2 separate regions of the Zea mays genome follow, and region 1 is linked to region 2. A link is a contact called in public Hi-C data. All regions are on one chromosome and are shown on one strand. Each heading gives the region's core, a stretch centred on a gene start, on an enhancer-like site or on the middle of the called end of the contact. The rest is flanking DNA. Distances are from core to core; before and after follow the strand shown.

What was found. Hi-C and Micro-C count contacts between places; a contact is called where the count stands out from the background.
Region 1: a contact with region 2 is called in a Hi-C map of leaf, with 7 times the contacts expected there. The contact joins the promoter of LOC100276485 here to the promoter of LOC100304289 in region 2. A contact is called at or near these places in 2 of 25 Hi-C or Micro-C datasets (ear and leaf).

What each region holds. Positions count from the first base shown.
Region 1 is chr8:68,986,276-68,991,608 of Zm-B73-REFERENCE-NAM-5.0, forward strand. LOC100276485 (Ninja-family protein 7) reads left to right here and starts at 3,132. Exons shown (of 3, transcript NM_001150261.1): 1 at 3,132-3,315.
Region 2 is chr8:68,441,427-68,446,722 of Zm-B73-REFERENCE-NAM-5.0, forward strand. LOC100304289 (Eukaryotic aspartyl protease family protein) reads right to left here and starts at 3,758. Exons shown (of 2, transcript NM_001165731.2): 1 at 2,968-3,758; 2 at 958-1,910. The coding sequence starts at 3,536. The coding sequence ends at 1,070. It overlaps LOC100280675 (60S ribosomal protein L37a), which reads left to right. Exons shown (of 5, transcript NM_001154551.3): 5 at 1-246. The coding sequence ends at 41.

The DNA.
Region 1 (5,333 bases), core at 1,882-4,381, 540 kb after region 2:
AACTACCTTGCCTGATTTGTTGGTTAGCACATAAGATGCATCAAAAGTTTTAAATGAAATGTTAGAATCATTTGATGCAATAGGAATTTTCTTCTTAGGCAATTTTGCACGGGTTGATTGCCTAGAGCTAGATGTCTCACCCTTATACATAAAAGCATGATTAGGGCCAGAGTGAGACTTCGTAGAGTGAATTCTCCTAATTTTGCTCTCGGGATAACCGGCAGGGTACAAAATATAACCCTCGTTATCCTGAGGCATGGGAGCTTTGCCCTTAACAAAGTTAGATAATCTTTTAGGAGGGGCACTAAGTTTGTCATTGTCTCCCTTTTGGAAGCCAATGCCATCCTTGATGCCAGGGCGTCTCCCACTATAGAGCATGCTTCTAGCAAATTTAAAATTTTCATTTTCTAAGTCATGCTCGGCAATTTTAGCATCTAATTTTGCTATATGATCATTTTGTTGTTTAATTAAAGCCATATGATCATGAATAACGTCAATGTTAACATCTCTACACCTAGTGCAAATAGTAACATGCTCAATGGTAGATGTAGGGGGTTTGCAAGAATTAAGTTCAACAATCTTAGCACGCAAAATATCATTGTTATCTCTAAGATCGGAAATTGAAGCATTGCAAACATCTAATTCTTTAGCCTTAGCAATTAATTTTTCATTATCATTTCTAAGGCTAGCAAGAGAAACATTTAATTCTTCAATCTTAGCAAGTAATTTAACTTTATCATCTCTAAGATTGGAAATTGAAACATCACTAACATTAGAATCAACCTTAGCATTTAAACTAGCATTCTCATTTCTAAGGTTGGTAATGACATCATGGCAAGTGCTTAGCTCACTAGATAATTTTTCACATTTTTCTACTTCTAGAGCATAAGCATTCTTAACCTTAACATGCTTCTTATTTTTCTTAATTAGGAAGTCATCTTGGGAGTCCAAGAGTTCATCCTTTTCATTAATAACACTAATTAATTCATTTAATTTTTCTTTTTGTTGCATGTTTAGGTTGGCAAAAAGGATACACAAATTATCCTCCTAATCACTACAATTATCCTCATCACTAGAGGTTTCATATTTAGTGGAGGATCTTGATTTTACCTTCTTCCTTTTGCCGTCCTTTGCCATGAGGCACTTGTGGCCGACGTTTGGGAAGAGGAGGCCCTTGGTGACGGCGATGTTGGCGGCGTCCTCGTCGGAGGAGGAGTCGGTGGAGCTCTCGTCGGAGTCTCATTCACGGCACACATGGGCATCGCCGCCCCTCTTCTTGTGGTACCTCTTCTTTTCTCTCCTCTTGCCCTTCTTGTCGTCGCCCTTGTCACTGTCACTAGATAGTGGACATTTTGCAATAAAATGACCGGGCTTACCACACTTGTAGCAAACTTTCTTGGAGCGGGGCTTGTAATCCTTCCCCCTCCTTTGCTTGAGGATTTGGCGGAAGCTTTTGATGATGAGCGCCATCTCCTCATTGTCGAGCTTGGAGGCATCGATGGGTGGTCTACTTGATGTAGATTCCTCTTTCTTCTCCTCCATCGCCTTGAATGCGACCGGTTGTGCTTCGGGCGTGGAGGGGCCGTCGTGCTCGATAATTTTCTTTGAGCCTTTGATCATCAACTCAAAGCTCACAAAGTTTCCTATTACTTCTTCGGGAGCCATTAGTGTATATCTAGGATTACCACGAATTAATTGAACTTGCGTAGGGTTAAGGAACACAAGTGATCTAAGAATAACCTTAACCATTTCATGGTCATCCCATTTTTGCTCCCGAGGTTGCGCACTTGGTTTACCAAGGTCTTGAGCCGGTTGTACATATCTTGTGGCTCCTCCCCTTAGCGAAGCTGGAAGCGACCGAGCTCCCCCTCGATCGTCTCCCGCTTGGTGATCTTGGTCACCTCGTCTCCTTCGTGCGCGGTCTTTAGCACGTCCCAAATTTTCTTTGCACTCTTCAACCCTTGCACCTTATTATACTTCTCTCGACTTAGAGAGGCGAGGAGTATAGTCGTGGCTTGGGAGTTGAAGTGTTGGATTTGTCCGGTGAATTATAGCGGAGCGCCCTCTGATTTTCCCGAAGGTAACGAGTTCAGCTTCGAGTGCCCCGGTGCACCGGACAGTCCGGTGCGCCAGACCAGGGTGCTTTTTGGGATGTCTTTTGCTCTCTTTGTTTGAACCCTTTCTTGGTCTTTTTATTAGCTTATTGTGAACCTTTGGCACCTGTAGAACTTATAGACTAGAGCAAACTAGTTAGTCCAATTATTTGTGTTGGACAATTCAACCACCAAAATTAAATAGGAAAATGTGTAAGCCTAATTTCCTTTCAATGGTGTTTGGAACCACCTCAATTTTCATGAACTAGTTTGTTAGGAGAGGTTAGCTTCTTGGTTTAAAAAAACTAGAAATCTTATTTCTATAAACCGAAACATAAGCTGTTTTGTTTTGAACCCTTTTAGTTTTTATAAAACGGTTTGTTAAAAACTAGGGGCTTCTAAACAGACTCTTAGAACATGTTTGGAAGCAACTTAGGGCTTGTTTGAAAGCACCCAATTTTTAAGAATCTGTTTTATAAAAACCGAGGTGTTCCAAACATATCAGTTTATATCAAAATTTGTAGAAACTGGATTCTCATATTCTTAAATCTAAGGTCCTATTTGAAAGCAATCTAGTTTTTAAGAATCCGGTTTCTATCTCTAGTTTTCTAGAAACCGGTTATAAAAAATTGCTTTATGGTGTTTGAAACCATATCAGTTTTTATAAAACTAGTTCTAGCCAATGGAGACTAGCTTCTTGTTTTTTAAGAAACTGAAAATCTAGTTTCTATAAAATGAGACACAAACTAGTATGTTTAGAACTATCTCGTATCTATAAACCAGTTTCTTAAAAACTGAGTGCTACTATACTATAAACCAGTTTTTTTATAAGGGTTAGTTTAGAAACTCTATTTTCCCAAATAATTTCTATTTTTTCAAGAAAAAATAAACTAATTTATTTTAGAAAAATAGAAATTAGATTCTCAAACTAGTCCTAAACAAGTTTCTAAAAACTAGAGATAAAACAAACATGCTTCTACTGGTAATCCTTGTCAAGTGTCAACCCAACCGTCCACGGTCCGCCCTCCTCCTTCGTTCACGTCTTCCTCCTCGCGTTCCTCTCGTCAGTACGGCGACGCCGCAAGGCTCGCACCGCTGACAGTCCCCCTTCCCGGATCGAGCCTCTCTTTTCCCAGATCGGATTCTAATTTGGCTATCGCCGCCGCCCTACGCCAGGTGCCGAGTCCTTAGCTGATCTTCGCCGGCGAGGAGCGCCCACCAGGTATTCCTACACCATTCTCTTCCCAATCTGCTGTGCGAGACCGAGTTCCCAAACTCTAACCTCAAGCCCTTTACCTATTTGACGCTTACTAACTCCTAACTTTCTGCAAAAATTATCGGGTGTACATGTGTACACCCATGACCCATGTCCCTTTACTAGATCCGCCGTCTTCATTGGGCCTTTCACTAGTTGTTCGCTGGGCCCTTCTCTAGTTGTTCACCGGGACCTTCGCTAGTTGTTCGCCGGGACCAGGCATGCTGACCCCTTCTCTTCCGTTCCTGCTGTAGGAAACCGAGCACCCAAACCCTAACATGAACTATTTGACCATTTGTATACGGATCCGCTATAATTAAGTGTATGCATATATTTTACCCACTAACTTCGATTTTCTTGCAAATTTTTTCGAGTGCACATGTGTACACCCATGCCTCCACTCTGTAGGATATCTAGCCACAGTGGCATAGCTAGAAACTTTCTATTGGGTGTGCTCTAATGTCTTGGAGTATCATACCACTAGCATATATCATGTGATAACGCTACGATCCTGTGGAGGGGAGCGGAGAGGTCGACAGTGGCGGCACAAGGGGAGGGGTTGACGACTATGGCGGTCGCAGCGCGAGTGAGGGGGAGAGGGCGGCTGGGACGGAGCAGAGGGGGAGGGGGAGGCTGGGGTGGCGGGATCTCAGGGGAGGGGGAGAGATGATCAAAATAATATTGTCCATTGGATTTGAGTAAGTACAGGAGAGGGGGTTATTCAATGATCTACACTGTTGGTTTTGATGGTGTGTAAAGTCTAGGTGTAATTTGTTTAGTGGTTTTAGTGGAGGTTATGAGTGTGGGGTGATTTGGTTGGGTGAGTTTTGCAAAGTTTAAACTGATGGATTATATAGTGAAAGTCGCCTAGGGGGGTGGATAAGCGAAATCTGAAAATTATAACTTTACACCCCAACTAGATCCCTTGATTAGTGGTTAGAACAAGATTCACAATTATCGGAGTATAAAACTAAAACCTTTGCTTGCAATGAGTATTGTTTTCAAAGAGTGCGGAATTTAATCAATAACAATACTATTAGAAATGTTAGTGGAGAATAATGCAAGAGGGGTTAGTTAAGAAGAAGATAAACACAAGTTCTTTCTTGCAAGGAGTTGCTTCTCTAAATGAGAATTTAACTTGAAGCAACACACAATAATGTTAGCAAAGAGTAGCGCAAGAGAACTTAGAAAGGGAGAGAACAAACAAATCACAAGCAATAAACACACGAGACACGGGTGATTTGTTTTACCGAGGTTCGGCCCTCGAAGGCCTAGTCCCCGTTGAGGAGTCCACTAAGGACGGGTCTCTTTCAACCCTTTCCCTTCTCTCTACCGATCCCGAAGATCGGCAAGCTCTTCTTCTTCTCAAGGATCAATTAAGACCCCGCAAGGATCACCACACACTTAGGTGTCTCTTGCTAGCTTTACAAGCCTCCAAAACTTTGGAGGAAGTCCAATGGGAGTCAAAACTCCACGCGCAAATGAACGCAAGATGTAGCACACACTTTCTCTCAATGAATCTCACAAGGCACTAGAGCTAAACTCTCACAAGAGGCTTTCTTTTGCTTGCTCTCTCTTTTGTGGCACTTGTGTGGTTTGTAGTGGTCTAAATCTTGTGTATAGGATGGATCAATGAATAGAGGTGGTTGGGAGGGCTTGGATATGTCAACTATATGACTTGGAATGTTGCTTGGGCTCCCACACCTTGAAGTGGACGGTTGGGGTGGTATTTATAGCCCTCAACCACCCATATAGCCGTTGGGGCGCATCTGCCTGAAGTTGCACTGGCGGACGGTCCGCGGCTAGGGCCCAGACAGTCCGCGACCCTCCAACGGTCGATTCTGACATCTTCAACGGATACTTCTGACAGATCAACGACTAGATCAACGGCTATCTGCCTCGGTGACACCATGCGGACGGTCCGCCCTTGGTCCCTGACGGTCCGCGCTAGCTCTATAATTCCTTTTGCTCAACTTGTCACCTTC
Region 2 (5,296 bases), core at 2,508-5,007:
GAAGCACAATCCGGCGCCTGCGGGAGCAGACCGAAGCATGATTGCGGGCAGCTTGAAAAGGAGTACCTGGATTTTTGTAGTTCAGCCAAGAGCCGTGAACCATTTTGCCTTTTTAGCTAAATGAACAAGAAATGTTTATCTATCTGTAGTGACCACTTTGTACTCATGGTTTGTCATGCTAAATTGATGGTATGCACTATGCAATGCAAATACTTGCGTAATCGTATGTTTTCTTGTGCTGCCGAACAACTTTGATGCTCTGTGATGGTTCTGGTGGTGTTTAGCTGCTGCTAGTATCGAGATCTGGGACATCGTTATACCTAATTGTTCATGCTACCATCTTACAGTATTTGTCAAACGAGGCAGCGGTTTCTGAACACCTAAGAGCAACTCCAGTAGTTCTCTAAAAGACTTTCTAAATTAATAATTTAGTTGTTAACATAAAAACTATTCTTCAACAGTTCTCTAAATGAACTTTCTAAATTTAACAACTTGTCATCTAACCTCATTTTGTCTCTACATTTGGCAACCATTTAACAACTTCCTAAACAAAAATGTTGACTGCATTATATAGTTTTTGTGACTTATTTTTTATGTGGATAAATAAAAAACAAAATTACAACCTATATTTAGAGAACTATCAGAGAACTCACATTTTTTTTTTACTCCAAAAGGCATTTAGCAACTTCTTAAATATGTGATTTAGAGAGCTAAAATTTACATAACTATTGGAGTTGCTCTAAGTATTATGTGAACCAAACAACATGTAAGTATTATTAGTTATGACATTAATTTGTGGCATGTTGTGTAAGCTGGGTTTGCAAAGTTCAGTCCGTTCTTGTTTCAGAATCTGTGTTGCGTATGGGCTCAGTTGTGTGGCCGGCTTTGCCAAAAAAAAAACCGACCACATGCGTACGTGCAGACTGCTGTTTAATTTCAGGTGAACGATTTCCCGTTGCGCTAAGAATCATCTTTTCATTTCATTCAGAAAAAAACCTCGTCACAAATTTTATCAATGCGATGCGATAGAGGAATCAATCATGCATTCGCGGCGTCCGTCAGCAAATCATCATAGGGCGCAGCGCGTGTGCTTGAACCGGAGCCAGCGGTCCCTGAGGTCGAACTCCCAGAGGTGCTCCTGCTGCAGGATGTTGCCGATGACCGACACCCCTGGCCACGCGCCCTCCTGCACGCCGATGCACTTCACCCCTGGCGCCGCGTCGATGACGTAGCTCTTGGCGGGGGGCTCCAGCCGCGCCGACCCGGCGAAGCTTACCTCCAGCTTGGGGATCTCCGGCGCGCCGGCGGTCCAGTTGTAGCAGTACTCGAACGGGTCCATGGCGACCCTGGGCAGCGCGGCGAGGCGCCCGCCGAGCGCGGCGACCACGGCCCGGTACGCCGGGGTGGCGAGGACGGTGAGGCTGGTCCCGGAGTCGAGGATCGCGCCGCCGCCCCGGCCCACGTCCCACACGTCCGCGGGGATGTCGAGCGCCTCGCCGGCCACGTACACGGCGTCCACCGCCACGGCGTAGAACGGGCTCACCCGGCGGTCGAGCACCAGCGGCGTCCGCGCGGCGGGGGCGCCGCCGCCCTCGGGCCCCGGGCCGAAGGTGAGGTAGCTGCTGGCGTTGCGCGGGGCCAGGTGGTCCACGAGGCAGTAGGAGAAGCGGCCCCCGAAGCGCGCGGCGGCGCGGGACGCGAACGAGATGTTGCTGTTGCCCAGGCTCAGCACCCCGTCCGAGGACTGGAAGCTCTGCCCGTCGTACGTGGCGGTGCAGCCCAGAACCACGCCCTGCAGCTTCGCGCGCCTGCCGCCGCCGCCGCTGCCGTCCTCGCTCCCGCTCCCCGACAGCGCGATGGTGGCCGCGTCGGTGCCCACCACGCCGCGCGCCGCGGAGCCGTCCTTGTACCTGCCATGCCATTTGCCACCACACCACGTCGGCATCAGGAGCGGCCACATGGAAAGATTCGGCCGCTACACGTTTTTATTTAACTCAACAAAATGCATTTGCCGATTTGCAAGATTAAGCGACAGTCGTATACATGAACATTGAACAGCCAACGCGTTCGCTGTCCTCGACCTCAGACCGCACTACAGTGTCACAGTACATACAGGAGTCTAGAGTACCAAAGAAAACGCCTTGGCAAACGTTAAGGTTGAGAGAACGCCGGATCGGACAGGCAACCATGCCATGTTCGTGTTTCTGAACTCCCCAAGCTGCCGCCACAAGCAGGGTCACGGGGCGCGGCAGTCCGCCGAGCCAGCACATGGCGCGTGCATTTAGGCACTTGGCGAGGCGGCGGCGGGTGAACAAGTTGCTCCATTTTTTTTAAACAAAACGAACCGGAGACAGGAGGCAGGCGACAGCGCATCGGCGGCCGCGACGCCGCCCTACCTACGCCAACGTGCGCGCCACCAACGATCGGGGCGTCGCGTCGTCCAGATCGCGCGCGACGGATCGGAGAGACGCGGCCGGGGCCGGTGAAGAATAAATGTGTGGTGGTTGCCCGCTCGTCCGTCCCGGCCGGAGCCTGGACAACCTCGACCCGTACAACGTGCTGCTGCCGTGCTGCGGCTGCTTGTGGTTGGCCAATCCCTAGAATCTACTGTCACCGTGAGTCGTGTGTAGTCTACGTCTACCCTGAATGTAGTAGTAGAGGGTGAATTTCACAGGAGAGTCAGTCAAGTGCAAGAGCACAAGGCGCATGAACTCGTGCCCGCACTCACTAGCAGCCCCAGCAATCAGGAGCAGAGCCTGCCGAGCGAAGCAAATTGAATGCCATGCCGCGGCGAGACCGGCAGGAGGAGGAGGAGCACGGTTAAAAAGCTGCGCGAGTAATGGCGCGCGCGAGGTGAGGTCCCGACCCACCCGCTCGCTCACCAACCAACACGGCAACACTTACTACTGCTGCTGCGGTGGTGCCTGTTCTTGGGGAATGGAAATGGGGAGATGGTGAGGTACTGACCGGTAGTCGTAGGCGCAGGGACTAGCCGGCGACGAGCAGTTGGCGAGAGAGAAGGGCACGTAGGAGGTGCAGGTGTCGGAGGAGCACGCGAGGGGCGCCCACGACCTGGACTCGGAGGCGCGGAACTCGCGCGCCGGCGGGTCCGAAGCCGGTGGTCCAGCAGCGCCGCGGCACTTGACCCAGGTGAGGTCGCTGCCGGTGTCCGCCACCAGCACGAACGGCTGCGCGGGGGTGCCCACGCGGAAGCGCACGAAGTACTGGCCCGTGCCGGTGTAGGCCCCCGACGAGAGCGGCATGGCGAAGGCGGACGCGCCCACGTCGGCGGCGCGGCGCCGGCGGGACGCCAGCTGCGACCGGATGTACGCGTGGCGGCGCGCGTCGTCCCTCGCGCGCTCGCCCAGGGACGCGCCCGGCGCGGCGGGGACGAGGTCCAGCCGCGGCCGCGCCGGCTTCGGCTTCCTCCCGCCGCGCTGCCGCTGCTGGTGCTGTCGCCCGCCGCCCGACGCTGCCGCTGCCGCCGCGGCCAGCACGAGCAGCGCTAGTAGCAGCAGGTGGCCGCGCGACGCCATTTCTTGATCCTTGCTTGGCTTGCGGCCTCCTTCGATCCGATCCCTTCACGCCGTCACACGATGGCAACGGCGGACGACCCACGACGATGTTCCGCTGCTACGTACTGGGAAGAGGAGCAGCAGCGGGCATTTCGGCCTCCGCGCGAGCGTTGTCGGGTCGCGTGCTCGGCTGCTCGTGTTTACTCAGTCGAAGAAGAGGGAGGTGGCCGGAGCGGAGCAGAGTTTTTGGCTGCGTCCGTGACGGCGAAGCGGGGGAGACGTCGTCTTTTATAAACAAAATGGCTGGCGCTCTGCCCGTGGATTGGGTTGGGTCGGATCGTGCGCGCTTCGCTGGCGTTTGGCAAGCGCGACTGATTGGCGGCCGGGTCGAGCGAGCCAGGATGATAGATGATCTCCTTTCCTTCTTCCTGGTTCCTGCCCGCCGGAGATTTGCTCGCTGTCCGCCGTGGGCCATGGGCCCGGCCGCTCTAGTTGCCAGGCATGTTATGTTCGTGTGGGCCTCACATTCGAGTCCATCCATGGAAATCTTACGGCAGTAACGGCTATCTTATCGCGACAGAAATCCAGCTCTGCAAGATCACCGGCTGGCTGGTTTCAGGGCGGGGGGGAAGGAATCGAAAGGTAGGCAACAATGCGATCTGCAGAAGATGATTTCGCCCGGGTCCGGTCCTCCGGATGCCCGTTGGCAGCTACTAGCTAGGACGGCGAGCAAGCCGGATTCGCCGTCCTGATTGGCGATTCCGATCAGATCAGTTCCCCCAATCAGCACCTACTCCTTCGGTCCTTCCTACTCACACTATGCGCTGAACCAGGACAGACGCAGGTGCAGAGCTGCTAGTGCCCTGACTACATGCACACTCGATCGGTCGTTGGCGTGGTGCCGTGGTGGGGCCGTAATACTGTCTGGACGTGCCAAATCTCTGTCCGGACCAGCAGCTGCTGTGCTACTGTAGATTACATGGCTGGGCTCCGCGCGCACATTGGTCGTTGTGCCACCCATGCCGTGCCACGTTGCGCGCCCAGGTGTGCATGCACGTCCGCAGCCGCAGGTGACAGTGAGTCAGTGACACACAGGCGGCCCCTGTCATCGTTTGCAGTTTGCTCCGGTGAGCGACCGATCCAGCGTTGGCTGCGTGGGCCGTGGGCACAGGCATGCTGCTTGTTGGCTTCCCAGGAGCCCGGAGTCTTTTCTTTTGGTGACGCAAGCAAGGAGGCGACAAGTGGCACGTCGATCGACCAATGACGCGGCTGCACATTCGTTGCCCTTGCCCGCGTCGACAAGGGGCGGTGACGCATGCGCGCCGCCACGCGGCCGCTGCCGTTACGCTTGGCGGAGGTAGCCTCACGAGATAGAGATGACCGGCACAAGGGAGAGGAGAGGAGACACCGACCCAGCCCAATCGATGGACAGCACGCGCACACAACGACCAAGCTAAAACGTACAGTACAGGTGTTTGTTGAAATCCGTCCGTAAGCTTACTACACGCCTCGACATCTATCTTCCTGTCACGCACACGTTAGTTATGTACAGCACACACGCGTGCAGTGTGTTTGAATTTAGGCCATCCCGTATTTAATTTATCCATAGATAACCTACGAAAACAGATAAGTTGGCGGTGCTGTAACAGCACAGGATAAGGCTAGCTCCAACAAGGCACGGTAAGACTGTCTCCAACAGCACCCTTAGGGTCCTGTCCTCTAAATATAGAGGACTGTCAGGTCCCCTACGGCTCCAGCAAGGCACTCTATACCGTCCTCTA